2 separate regions of the Mus musculus genome follow, and region 2 is linked to region 1. A link is a contact called in public Hi-C data. All regions are on one chromosome and are shown on one strand. Each heading gives the region's core, a stretch centred on a gene start, on an enhancer-like site or on the middle of the called end of the contact. The rest is flanking DNA. Distances are from core to core; before and after follow the strand shown.

The links. A called contact is a pair of places that touch in the nucleus more often than the background predicts.
Region 2: a Hi-C map of cerebral cortex shows a contact between it and region 1, with 2.3 times the contacts expected there. The contact joins the enhancer-like site here to the promoter of Hsd11b1 in region 1. A contact is called at or near these places in 5 of 484 Hi-C or Micro-C datasets (adipose-derived mesenchymal stem cells, cerebellum, cerebral cortex and 2 more).

What each region holds. Positions count from the first base shown.
Region 1 is chr1:193,237,398-193,244,148 of GRCm38.p6, forward strand. It overlaps Hsd11b1 (hydroxysteroid 11-beta dehydrogenase 1), which reads right to left and starts at 4,963. Exons shown (of 6, transcript NM_001044751.1): 1 at 4,778-4,963; 2 at 3,935-4,065; 3 at 3,130-3,241; 4 at 2,834-3,019. The coding sequence starts at 4,865.
Region 2 is chr1:193,581,287-193,589,037 of GRCm38.p6, forward strand. No RefSeq gene overlaps it. Among named protein-coding and RNA genes, the nearest start is that of Gm31870, 70 kb to the right of the region's middle. Within about 2 kb of position 5,830, at least 42 of the 459 cell types and tissues checked have an H3K27ac peak or open chromatin away from gene starts, as enhancers often do. A contact at or near this core is called in cerebral cortex, where this site is marked.

The sequences.
Region 1 (6,751 bases), core at 3,713-6,212:
GGAGCTAACTATGAGAAAGACAAGAACTTGTTCAGTAGGGCCAACAAAGGTGCCGAGTTGTGGCGCAAGCATTGGCACCATCTCTGGGAGGCTATGGAGATGGCCAAGCTTGAGAAAGACAGAGTATAAACCCTCTGTGAAGTGCAAAACCCAGAAATGCAAACAAACAAACAATTGCTCCATATTGTAACCCAGCAAAGAATCCACCGCACTGTAAGTGATCACAACTCTAATGCAATATATTTTTTGTGACCTTAGGGTCAGTTTGATATTTAGTGTCCCAGGTTTGTGAGATTCAGATTTTTAAAAGTAAAGATTAATGAATGTACTTCCTGATTGCTGAAAGGAAGAGACCAGGCTTGGGGAGATGGCTCAGTCAGTAAAGTACTTGCTGTTCAAGCATGAGAACTTGAGTTCAGATCCTCAGCACTACATTAAAAAAAAAAGCCAGGCATACATTGGATAGGATAGGAAGAGACAGGAGGATTTCTGGGGCATGTTGGCCAGCCAGTCTAGCCAAATCAGTGGGCTCTAGGATCTGGCCCTGTCTCCAAAAAACAAATAAGGCAGAGTGACTGGCGAAGGCACCTGTCAGCCTCTGGTAAACCATACACATGTTCATGTTCACAAACACTACACACATACACAAATAAATAGAAAAAAAATACATAATCAAGGAACACAATATGCTTCTCTTAGGGTGAGAAATTAAGTTGTTTGCATTTTGCAAATCCAAAGATGTGCCTCAAAGCAACAAGGCTGAACTCTAGGCTACACAAATGACAGATATAGGGAGAACCACACAAATCGATTTCTGCCTCCCAGACCCTATGGAAATTAGTGTCATTCCATAGATCCCCCAAAATGTATAGAAACATAGGCTATCAGAACTCCATCAGATCCTTAGGGTCTATGGTAATCTTTGCTCCTTCTGAGCACATTTAGATCATGTGCATTATAAAAGTTAAATTCTCTAGGCAAAGTGAAATAGCTTTTGCTTGGACTGCAAGTCTTGGTTCATCAACAGAATCAGAGATCATTAAAGCCACCCATACCATGACCAACGTACAGGTTTTGGCCAGTGCAGAGGATTCACTGGGGATGTGCCCAGCACCCTCCCACTCAGTATGCATCTGGAAGCTCTCTTTTGCTTTCAGCTCAGCAGGTCTGTGGGTGAGGAGAGGCCAGAGTCTGTGCTGCCTGGAAGCACAGGGGTGCATATCAATCACCCTGCTGGCGGGTAGCGGGTGGCACAGACACACTGTCCCTTTATCCAGTCACCACACGGGCCCTTCCTGCACCAGAAGGGAGAACACTCTACCACATCTATGGCCTTATTCATTTCAAGGAGAACTGACATTTGTGAAGCACTTAACAGTTCATAGTTTCCTAGGTCATTTATTATTATTGTTTTTCTATCCTAAGAGCTAAGTTTATAAAGTTGATCTGTATTCCTGTGTTCTGACTTTCCAACCACATCTTTGCTAATCAGCAAGCGTAGGACTTCTGTTCTGAATCCAGGAGGAATCCTCAACTCTGGAGACTCTTGGTGGTGTCTTTGGGTGGTACCATCGTGCAGAACATGGGGGAGGGGAGGGGACACACTATCTCCCTCCATGTCATAGAATTCTATTCATTGAGGGAGTTTCTTTGCTCCATTTTGACCTAGTTGGTTGCTGCAATTTTACTTTTTTTCTTTTTGAGACAGGGTTTTACTATATAGACCAGACTGGCCTGAAACTTTTTATGTAGACCAGACTAGTCTTGCACTGAGAGTCCTGCCTGCCTTTTCCTTCCAAGTGATGGGATTAAAAGGTCATGTATCACCAAGCTCAGCCTAAATTTCACTTTGAATGCTACAAATTGATATTTAGAAAAATACCCTTAGTATACACTGTTATCACTGCCCCTGCTCCCGCAGTATTGGGGACTATTAACTCCGTTGGGTGTTGGTTAGGCAATGTTGACTAGGCAATGACTCTAGCACTACACCCTACCCTAGAGCAGCAGTTCTCAACCTGTGGGGCTCGACCCCTTTGGGGGTCGTATGATACTTTCACAGGGGTAGGCTATCAGGTATCCTGCATATCAGATATTTACATTATGATTCCTAACAGTAGCAAATTTATAGTTGTGAAGTAGCAATGAAATAAAGTTATGGTTGGGGGTCACCACAACATGAGGAGTGGTATTAAAGGGCACCAGTACCAGGAAGGCTGAGAACCCTAGAGCGAGTTTCCTCTCCATTGTTATGTTTTAGATCCCTTTTCCCAGCCAACCACCCTGCTGTGTGTCCGTAAGTTATTCGATTTTTATTTCTGCTTTTGGATCCAATGATGCACTGCCCTGTGGCTCTTAGTTATGATGGAAACAGCGTCTTTTCTGTTCATTATGACCAGGTCACTCTTGTGAAAAGACCGGAACTGGCTACGCCTCAGCAGCTTTTCCTATCCCTATCCTCTCCCAGGCATGGCTCACACACCAGGTTTCCCACGGGCATCCCGGGCTGTTGATTTTTGTTTGTTCTCTTAGGAGATTTTATAGTCCTGCTTTGACCAAGCCTGACTTTTTGGGGGCCATTAGTTCCTCTCAGTTTCTCTTTCTCTTAACATTCATGTCCCTTCCTCACCGAGTGTACATCCCAAGTCCCTGATGAGTGAACCTGTCTGTGTATTACTGGCTTCTGTGTAATATCACCATGAGCATTTTAATGTGCGTGCAGTGTGTCTTTCCTGTATGGAAACCTAACTCGAACTTGTGCCCAGCACAGAGTCCAGCATAGCCCTAGCCTTATTCTTTTCTCCACTTCTATCCTGACCCCTGCTCCACTCACCAGCCAAGGAGGAGATGACGGCAATGCTGCCATTGCTCTGCTTCAGCATGGGCAAGGCGGCTGTGCTCATGACCACGTAGCTGAGGAAGTTGACCTCCATGACTCTTCGCACAGAGTGGATGTCGTCATGGAAGAGAGACAGCGAGGTCTGAGTGATGTGGTTTAGAATAAGCATGTCCAGTCCGCCTGCAAAGAGATAGATGCGCTGACTTGGAAGACCACCGGGAGCCAGTCCTGTCCCCTTTCCCTCCTGAAAGATCTTAACCCAGAGAAGCAAAGGAGAGGGGAAGCCTTACCCATGAGCTTTCCCGCCTTGACAATAAATTGCTCCGCAAATGTCATGTCTTCCATAGTGCCAGCAATGTAGTGAGCAGAGGCTGCTCCGAGTTCAAGGCAGCGAGACACTACCTACAGAGACATAGCGGAGATGGTGGTCATCTTGGTCGTAGGCTTTCATGTGCAGTGTTTGGGGTAACTGGGGTTTAAATGAAAGTTTGTTCCAGAGCTCTGTGTGTGTGTGGGGGGGGAGTGTCTAGTATTCTCAGATGATGCCAGGTGGTGGTGGCACATACCTTTGATCCCAGCACTCAGAAGGCAAAGGTGGGCAGATCTTTGGCCCTCAAGGCCAGATTGGTATATATATATATCTTTAGATGATCATTGTCCTCTGAAATATATTAATTGGATAAATCATCATTGTGTGAGAGTTTAAGTCTATTGTTTATCTCTGCAGGGTTTATAAACAAATGTTTCCAAATGCATTGTGGGTGTGGGTGCTTGTTTCTATGTGGGTAGATCGGAGTTTGAGTGTTGTATGACCTAGGGCTCTCAAACTTGTGAGACTATGGGGCATGCCAACATAAATAAATGCATGAGCAGATACAGGAACCCCAGTCTCTGAATACATGTATCTGCACAAGGGCAATGTGTATGAACAGGTACAACTATGAACATACACAGTCAAAGAACTCTGTGGCTACCAACACCAAACACATGCAAGTGTGTGTGTGTGTGTGTGTGTGTGTGTGTGTGTGTATTGGGTGGGGGGGCAAGACTTTGTACATTAAGTGTGAGACTATAAGGGGGACACAGAACACTCACCTTCTGGAGACCTTCCTCCGACCTGGCAGTCAATACCACATGGGCTCCCATTTTTGACAGATGATATGCCATTTCTCTTCCAATCCCTTTGCTGGCCCCAGTGACAATCACTTTCTTTCCCTGGAGCATTTCTGGGGAACCACAGAAGCCGTGAGTGTCCCCAAAGCCTTGTCTTGCTTTCCATACTTAGAGGTTGTGAGCCCAGATCATTTTATCTCATGCTGTAACCACTGAAGCTGCACTTGCGGTTATTCATAAACAGGCTCTCAAACATGGGTTTGGCCTGGATGTCCAGAGCCGAGCCATCCTGCTATCATTTCTAAAAATCTCCACACGCAGAGATCATAGAGACAAGGCCAGAGAGGTCAGAGTTTGGTGAAAGTACCCAAGTTCAACCCTTTTGTCATAATCTAATTTTGCTAACTTGAAAGGGAATTTAAAAGAGCATCACAAAATGTGTTCACAGAGATTTCAGCCCATCTACTTAGTCATCAACTTCATAACCCTTTTTTTTTTTTTTTTTGATTCTCGGCTATCAGTATCTCCATGGAACACAGCTATCTGGATGAGCCCTGTGTCTGGGTACTACCTTCCCTTCTGTAGATCTGACATCACTTTCCATGCTGTAGGTCCAGCAAAGCATGACCTCCTTGGCTGTAAGGCTCACCCCCTCCCAGTCCTCTCCTGCCCACAGTCTGTGGCTGGAGGATACAGGGTTACAGATTCAACATTAGGGTTTGAATCAGTGATGTAGGGATCAAGAACACAGCTAGAACTTTAGGAACATTCCAGCACCTCTGTGTTTTAAGCCTGTTTCTCCAAATGAGACACAGTGGTACTCACCTGGTCTGAACTCTTCATTTGTAGAATAGTAGTAGTAGGCCAGGAAGAGCACCAGGATCGGGAGGAGGTAATTTTTCATAACTGCCATCAAACAGGGACCTGGCTCAGGGCGCCCTGTAGGACACACGAAGAAAACCTGCAGAGCTTTCTACAACCTCCCAGGCAGGCAGCAGCCTCTGAATTGTGACATCAGGGACGGGGGAGGCTGGAGTAGTCTCAGGCAGCACTAGCCAACTTCCCTGTCAGAGCAACGATTGGCTTTGGGTGGGATCCCATTCGTCCCTGGCAGCCTGCGTGGTGGATTTCATAATGGACAATGTTTACTCCATTTCATTGAGTAAGAGGCAACTTCCAGATGGCCAGGCTCATGACTGTGCAGGGCTGGGTTCCTGAGCATCTCCTACTGCGACATCCTTTGCACACGGCAGAATGGCCTTGCAAGAATGGCTTGTCAGGGAGGGAGGGGGAGAGGGCAGAGCAAGGGAGGGAAGGAGGAAGGGAGAAAGAGAGGGAGGGAGGGAGAGAAAGAGAGACAGAGACAGAGATACACACAGAGAGAAACAGCACCTAAGAACCCCTGAGCATGTGGGGCTTTGGGGAAATATGAATGATATCAAATAGAGCTAAACTCAAGCCAAATCTCACCCTTGGCCCCACTCCCCAGTCAGAAGCAATTAAAAATAAGAACACAAAACAGCAAAATAAGCTCAAGGGAAAAAAAATGTGCATGTCTTAGGAGAAAAAAGAATAAAGCAAACAAGCCATATAAGCCCCACACTCCAGTTCAATGAAAAAGCATTACAACATCAAAGAGAAGTTGCAACCCAGCCAGACCCAGATGGCGGGAAACCCAAGCTCAGTTCAAGACTCTCAGGCAAGTGCAAGGGAGCTCACCCTTATTACTTTAACAGAGAATGAAGAAGGAACAATGGGCCCCAAAACGGGAAGAAAGGCAGCAGGTTGTTAAACTGGGTTATGCAAATGCTGTGGAGCAGCGAGGAACAGAAGAGGATGCTGAGAAAAGGAGGCCAGACTAGAAGATCTAGACCATCTTTGGCTATAGCCACACTGCTCGCTCATAAGCTGCAGTGCTAACCTTTTGACCTCTACTTTGAGTCTGGGTCTCAGTTAAGTTGATCAGGCTTGCCTGGAACTTGCTCTGTAGCCTCAGACTTGCGATCCTCCTGCCTCAGCCTCCCAAAGAGTTGGGATTCCATACCTGTTGCCATAAAGTTCCAAGGGATGTACTTGAAGTAAAACTAGCATAGAGCATCCAAGTCCCAGGTAAAAAACGATCCAACAGGAGCATCAAGACAAGAGACACTCTAGCAATTAAAAATGTGTCGTTATGACAAGGCAGAAATAATCACCTTCTTTTATGTGTAGCAAGATTTTATTAAAGAATAATCCTCAAAGAGTTAAAGACACACCACAGTTAAGTTTTTCAGCTTAAAACTTGCCACCCGTGTCATGAAAATCACCCAGAACAAAGCCAATCCTGAACTGTGAGTAACTGCAGAGCATGTAGAGAAGCTGGAATGTCAAGAATGAGTGTCTGGCCTATGAGGAGAGATTGGGGATCAACGATGGGAAAGATCTGAATCATTCAGAGTTTGGAGAAACCAAATTATGACCCTAAAACAGTCTCTGGAAAGATCCGGTGACTTTTTACTTCAGAGAAAATAATTTAAGGCCCAGAGGAGACGAAACAATTTGTCAACAAAGGCCACAGCTGTGAGGGTTGCTTCCAGAAGACAATAATGGTTTGAGAACAGCAGAGAGCTGGAGCCGAGGGCGCAGATGACAAAAATAGAAAGGCTGCAATGTAAGTGGGAGGTGCAGCCATGTTGTCAAGACTGGCAGCATCTGAGTATTCTCAGAAAAGCTTTTATGCTACCAAGACACATGACAGACAGGACTCCACGTTCCTTCACGGGGGGGGGGGGGGAGGGGAGAAAATAAGACTGCATTCTT
Region 2 (7,751 bases), core at 4,580-7,079, 340 kb after region 1:
TGTGCTGTTTCCGGCCACTCGGCTGCATCTGCTAGCTGATAGGAATTCTCTTCAAAGGACACTTTTGCCTTTTATCACACTTTCTCTCCAGTTACCACTAAAGAAGGCTTGCACATCCTCTCATGGCAAGAGAATGGTCTGTGGATCAAATGTGCTTGTTCTGGAACAACAAAGCAGATAGCCTGGGCTTGGAGGAGGTACTGTAGCTCTCAGAAATCTTCATCAGTTGTCACTCTGTGGGGCCTGTGCATGAGGATATGAATGTTGGTTAGGGGGAGCAGGGCAGAGGAGGCCTCCGTGCTCAGGGTACATTGGCTCTAGGCTGGGCAGGTCTTTAAATTCTGCTCAGCAACATACTAGCTCTGTGACCTGAGAGACAATTATTAACTCTCTGAGGTGTGTGTGTGTGTTTTGTGTGTGTGTGCATGTGAGTATGTGTTTTTTTCTGTGGTGTTTGTGTGTGTGTGTGTGTGTTTGTGTATGTGTGGTATGTATGTGTGTGTATGTGTGTGTATACATATGTGTATTTGTGTGTGTGGTGAGAATGTGTATATGTGTGTATTTGTGTATGTTTGTGTGTATTTGTATATGTGTGTGTCTATGTGTGGTGTGTGCATGTGTATGTTTTGTAGGTCATTGAACATAGGGTCTTACAGATATTAGCCATGCATTCTACCACTCAAGTACCTCTCTAGACCCCTTCTCACTTTTCATTTTGAGGCAGGATCTCATCAAATTGAAGCTAAACTTGAGCATACTCGGGGATCACAACCTTCCTGCATCAGTATCTTCAGGTGTGTACCGCCAGGTACTGCCAGACTCTTAAAGTGGAGTCAATACTGTATTCCTCCTAGAAGAGGACCTCTCCTAGCCCCTACCCTGCTCTGCTAATTAAAGCCTCAGCTAAGCTCATAACCACAAAGGTTGGTGTCATTAGGGGAACATTGGTGGTGGGAAGTCTTCACTACAGTGCATATAGGCACTTGTGCTAAACCCTCAAGAAAACTTAAGACTGTGAAATGTGCTTCCCACAATGTTGTTGATGTTCAGAGTTAACTTATTGTTTCATCTCTGCCTCTTGCATGTTGTCCTGTTTGCTACTCTTTTGCTGTGATAAAACACTGATCAAAAGCAACTTAGGAGAAGAAAGGATTTAGTTGGTTCATAGGTTACAGTCCATCATGCTGGCCTCCGTGCTGGCAGGAACTCAAGGCAGGAGATTGAAACAGAGACTGTGGAGGAATGCTGCTTACTGGCTTGCTTTCAGGTTCACATTCAGCTACATTGTAAAAATAAAATCCAGTCCAGACCAACCTACCTAAGATGGTACCACCCACAGTGGGCTGGACCCTCCTATATTGATTAGTCATTGAGTTTCTTTCTCCTCTTCCTTTGTAATTGTAGGTTTGTGTCAAGTTGACTGTGGAAGCTAACTTCAACATACACCGATTTACACAGTACCCTGGTTTTAATCCGTTTTGGACCTCACTGCAGCAGCTGGCACACAAAGTAAAAGATCAGAAAGTATTTTGGATTAAAGTGAGTGGACTCTTTCATGCTTCTGTGATTGTTGTGTTTTGCTTCTGTTTGGCCCAAAAGACCCAGAAGGAAGGATCATAGGTTATTGGCTGCTGCTATTAGGTTTTCAGTTCTGGGATATAGCTTGATATAAAACCAAACCAAACCAAACCAAACCTCATCAACTGAGTGGTAGATCATGAGTCCAAGGGCCCTGGCTTTACATGAGCCTCTGTGTAAAGTTGGGAAAATTACTTTGCTTCTCCAAGCCTTAGCCTTCTCAGCTAGAAGACAAGGATGAGGTGACTCATCTGCCTTATAGGGTAATATGCAGGTCTAATGTGCTACTATGTTTAAAGCTTCGCTACAGTGCCTGGCCATAGTGAATGTGTCTGTATGCATGTGATAAATAGGGCTCCTTGGGCTGGTCAAACCTCTCTGATCTATAATAGTTGGTGAGTTTGATACATTTAAAGCAGTGGTTCTCAACCTGTGGGTTATGGCCCCTTTGGAGGGGGGTTGCATTTTAGATATCCTGCATATCAGATATTTATATTACAATTCACAACAAAACTACAGCTATGAAGTAACAACAGAATGATTTTACGGTTGAGGGGTCACCACACCATGAAGAGCTGTGTTAAAGGTCACAGTATTAAGAAAGTTGAGAACCACTGCTCTAAAGGAATACAAAGGAGAAAGAAAGGAGTTTGCTTGCCTCGGGTGTTGTACCATGTCCATCTGCTTTGGTTCTGGTTCCATATAGAATGTTCCTGATTGAACTCCAAATTACTCATAGCAGCCCAAATTGTTGGATAGAAAGCTAATCTCATAAATATTGGGGGAATATTCCAATTTCCAGAAGCTAGTGATAAAATTCAAAGCTGAGAGTCAAGGTGGAAACCCCATCTTTGAAAATGTTCCAGAAAATACAAGGTCTGGATGGGGAAGCTTGACAGAGGCTCAGCTCTTGGTATTCCAACCATATTTTATATTAAGGTGGGATGGAACTGAAGCAGAAATGTAGGCCTGGCTGTCCTTTTGGACAATTGACACATTTGTCATGACAGCTAAACACTTGGGTGAATGGATGCTGAGTGGCTGGGGATCGGGTAGGTGATGCTTCAAGCAGCCACTGTTTTTGTGAGGGAGGTACCCTCAAAACAGCAGCAGAATGTAGCTCCAGAGAAACACCCAGAAAAGGGAGCAGTATTTTTAACCTGTGTGGGTGCAGGGTGGAGGAATTCACTGCTGACAAAGGGATGCTTTTTCTCCCAGAAGCCGACTTTACCATTTGTTGACATGCACTGCATCTAAATTGGATGGACAGCCCTCTCTTGGAGACACTTTGACTGAAACATTCACTGCAGACACTGGAATTGTTCTAAATATTAAGATAAACATTGTTTCTTTGCAGCAAATACAGACTGTGACAGAAAATGCATATATAGAAACATGAGGGTGATTGAAGTCTTTCATAATCCACCAAAGAGAACCAATTAGGCCTTTGCTGCTCTAATTCCACGTTGTCATTTTGAAACACAGTTCAGAATGGCATACAAACACTTTAATTCTCACTTTTAAATATGACAATTAAGCACAGGCATTTTCGCATGGTTTAAAATGCTCCTAAACAATAGGGCTGGCATTGTAGCATCCCGTTTACTTCTGGACTTGGTTTTACTAAACCATTGCAGCATCGGCACACCAGAACTTCAGTTTGTCACACATTGATCTGTATGATTTATATTTGTAAGTTCCTTTGTTTCTCCAAACCAGAGTGAAAGGCATGAGCTACCGATAATCTCATTTACAGGGAAGACACTGAAGGGTAGGTCATTGCTAGAGGTCACTCAGCTGCTGAGAGACAGGGATGAGATTTGAACCAATGCAGTTGGTGCTTCAAGGGCTTTGGGCAGGAATACCCCCCCTCACCCAATATTCAGGCGCTCTATTCTCATATTTGGTTGGAATCTCTTTCTTCTTTACAGAGAATTTCCACAAAGGAGGTCTCCCCTTTTTGTTGCATTTGGGAGTTAGTGCCTTCTGCCCAGGCTGGCTCCTAGAGGTTGATTACGGTGGCTACTGGTCATGTGAGACTTGCAATTCTGGGGTCAATACTGACATGAAAGCCCCTGCTATTGATTATAGAATCAGTATTAGGACCTCTCTCAGATTCCTCTCTAGTCTTTTTCTTTCTATTTTCATGCACACACACACACATTTGCAAGTATACACATACAAACATCTTTCTAATGAAGGAAGACAATGCAGTCTTTTGAAAGGCCAGTGTCTAGACAGAGTTATTGCAGGTAGAGATTGGGACTTATTAATTATAGCAGATTATTTTCTGCCCATTTCCATATTTATGACTTGTCTTGGAAAGCCTTGGGTTTTTCAGAAGCCTTTTTAAGTATCAAGAAGGGACTTTGTACCCGTTTTGTATTGGCCCTTAAAAGGAGGATTCTGCATCTGAAGGGTGAGGGGTAGGCATGGCCCATCCATTTCTAGGCTTCTCAGCATGGAGGCACACTCTTTCCTGGAACTCTGCTCCTCTAAACCCAACCTTGACCTAACAAGAAATGCTCTCCTCCCCATCCCTACTCCCTAATGCTTAAGAGACAGCTCCAGCATGCTAAACCAATCCCCAACCTCATCTCCAGGGGATTCTACTTTCATAGGCAAACTACTAGATTTCTCTGGGGCCCAGATAGATTTCCATGAGTAGACCTCTAGCAATGAGTGAACAGAAGAAATGAGGATACAGATTCCCTATAAAAGACCTGAGACTCTATCCCCAGGGCAGTAGGATGGAAGAACTGAGTGAGGAAAACCAGCTCACACTGGTGGCTAACTGGAGAGCCTCACATACGATTTCAGATCTGAAATATCCTTCAGACTCCTATGAGTAAGCCTGGGTTCTCAGTTGGTGTTGTATGAGAAATGATTAGATTGGAAGGGCCTAATCTCATCAATGAATTAATCTGTTCAGAGTTTCATTGCTAACTTCATAGCTAAATGACTATTAGTGGGGGGCATAGTTGGGTGAAGTGGGTCACAGAGGTGTTGTACCTTTAAAGGGTCTTCCTTGTTTCTAGCCCCTCCTGTCTGCATCTCTTGCCCTTGCTCTCTCGGTCTGAACCACAGTGGATGAGTGGTTTTGTTTCATCCAGTGCCCCTCAGATGATCAACCTCACTTTGTGTCTGGAAACAATGCAGTGAACGGACAGGTCTCGGAAACCACGAGACATACGAATCTTCGGTTGTTTTCCTCTAGCACTTCGTCACAGTGATGGAAACTGGGCTATCACCATGGCAGAAGAATCCAATCACTTAGGGTACATGAGCATTATTGAGAGTTAGGAAAGAAAGAAACAGAAAGGCAGCTTTGTGGAATGTTTACTGGGGGACAGTGAATGAGGCCACTGAGAATGTTACTGTCCTTTGATTAAAATAAGATTCTCTGAAACATGACAGAAGTTGGTTCTTTAACTGTGATGTTGCAGTAGGGATGACGTTCTCAGATGAAATTAAGACACCTATTTCCTCAAACATTAAATTTGACTCCATAGTTGTGATCTGGTGGGAATAGAGGAATTTTTCTTTAGTGTACCAACCGTGGGGCAGGTAGGGGTAGTATTTGTACAGCTGCAGGGGTCAGTCATACATGGAATCTGTCAGACCTGAGAGACCTACTTCTGTCCTACATCTGTGTGGGACCCGGATGATTTCCTGCTGGCCTCTCTGGAACCTGGTCTTCTAGTGTTCAATTTGTGATACTGCAGATATACATGTCTGAGAGAAAGATCTAGCCCTGCATCTTGGCTAGCTTGGCCAAGGATAGCAAACTGTGAGCCAGGAAGTAAGAATTTGACATTCCCCTTTCAAACTAGCCCCTATGAAGAGTGCACATGCTGGGACGAGAGGCTCCCAGAAAAAAATCACAACAAAGTAAATGGAGTGTCTGGATGCAGGTGACTCAGTTGACACAAGCAGAGCCAGGAACTCTGCAGGAAGGTGGTTAACTCTGGTGAGAGCCCATCAACGCCCCGTAAATACTAGGGCCTCTTCCAGGTATCTGCAGTTTTCCGTGGCACACCGGTCTTGGTGGAGCACTGCAGATGCCACCAGAGCTGCTGCAATACTGTGGTCATGTGGGGACAGAGGCACAGACAGCCACTGAGTGAGTTGATGAAGTCTGGGCAACACAAGTTTATTCTATTTCTGGGCTTCCTTTCCACACGGCTCAGGGAAAGCTGTTGTTATTTCACTGAGTGAGATGGGGGAGAAGAAACAAGTTAAGTGTCAGCTGCACAGCGTAGTCTTGAAGAAGGTTGGCAGGAGGCAGCAGCCGTCCCAGCTGTACCACCGACACTCCAGTTCTCCCACTTGGAGTTGGGCTTCAGTGGATAGACTGTTTGCCACGTGTCTGCCTTTCCTGGCTCATGTTTCCCAACAGCCATAGATAACTTGGATGAAGTTATTAGTGGATCTGATTGTCTGCCTTCAACACTGTGTATAAACAGGCATGCTTATCTGTGTGGCTTTCTGGCTACCATTGTAAGGATAGGTAGAGAGAAGGTCTTTATTCGCTAGCCAAATATGGCATCCTGCTGTCCTTTTGGAGCAATGTGGCTTTGTCCTGGATCTTTTGGCATGAATTCTTCACAGGCTTTCAGATGTGTCAATTTTAGCAGGGAATTCTGTGGTAGATTTGGCAGGCAGAGAATAAATCAGAGGTCTATACCCTGACTGTTAAGGAGAATAGGAGGCTAATTACCAAGATTGCAAGCTCATTAACAAAGCCACAAGCCACAGAATCAGAGGTAGAGGGCACACACTCACTGTTAGTGGGACCTTATTGGTGAGAATTGCACTTTGTTTCGAGGACTTGGTAGCATGTTTTAAGGCTGGGTCAGGGTCTGCACAAACACACACACACATAAGCCCCAGTGTCTACCAGGACTTTCAGAACAGCCTCATAGCAGGCTCCCTGGCATTTTGGCATTGCTGTGGTGATATTTGGTACTGGCTTGTGAAATACAAACCTGCCCTACAAAGGCCATGCTCCTGTCAGACCATGTGAGAACCCAACATGTCCCTATTGGGGATGGGTAATTATGGAGGCCAGACTCACAGGACCCAAGGCGAGCTTTCTGTTATCCTGTGCTTTCATGTGCATTTGAAGGAGACACTGAAGTTGCATAGCAACCAACACATTTCTAGATCATGAGGAGCTCTCCAAGGCACCGATGACACAGACTGCCCGATGGCAACTAGGTTGAGACAGGAGGATGCCACTCTCCTGAATGCTTAAGGCAGGTGTTGGACATCTGTGTCTCTGCTGGATTCCATGTCTCCCAGAAGGCTCAATCAGAAGCTAGACTTTAAACCTCACCCCGAGACACAGAGTAATTACAGGGTGGGTGTGCTTTTAAGCTGGAGACAGGGGAATGAGTTTTAAAGAGGGAACGTGAGATTTCTCGATTTAGTTTACTTGAAATACCTGGTAAAGAGTTTCAGATTCTAAAATAGATGGTAGCTGACATTTGCTTAAGTTTAGAGGATGATGTAGCTTTCTTGGTCTCTGAAAAAGAGTAAAATCTACTTTAGACTCCCACCAGCCAACTTCATAGCAACATTTGGGGCTGTGAGGATGAATCTGAGGCAGGGACTGGACATTTGTGGAATGCCGGGAGCCTGGAAATCAAGCTGTGGCATGCTCCTCAGCTGAGACATTAGAATATTGTTAGGGCCCTCCCACCCCAACCCCTGTGGCAGCTCCGGTCTCTGTACAGCTCCTGCTTGCTTGCCTCAGAAACAACACACTCTGAGCCTGCAAGGAAGCTTTACATTCTTCTGAAGAGAATGCTCCCCGCCCCCCATTGTGATGAGTAAATCAAGTAGGGGTTAGGCCATGTGATGTGGAATTTTGATTTTAAATCATTTCTGACATAGTTCTAAGATAAAAGCTCCCGAGAAAGGGACCCTTGCATTGAGACACAACCTCACTGCCTGGCAGCAGCAGCAGAGAAAAATCAGAAAGAAAGCTTTGGAGCCTTTCCAGTCTCTGCCTTGCTGTTTATGTGGTGGCTATCGATTCTCTAGAAGAGGACTCATACTCTGGGCAGCAAGGAGCTATATTTATGTTAACCCGTGCACTTGATACCTCCTCACTGAGAACAATGAGGCCCATCTAACCACGAGAGGACCACACATCTGCATTTAACTGG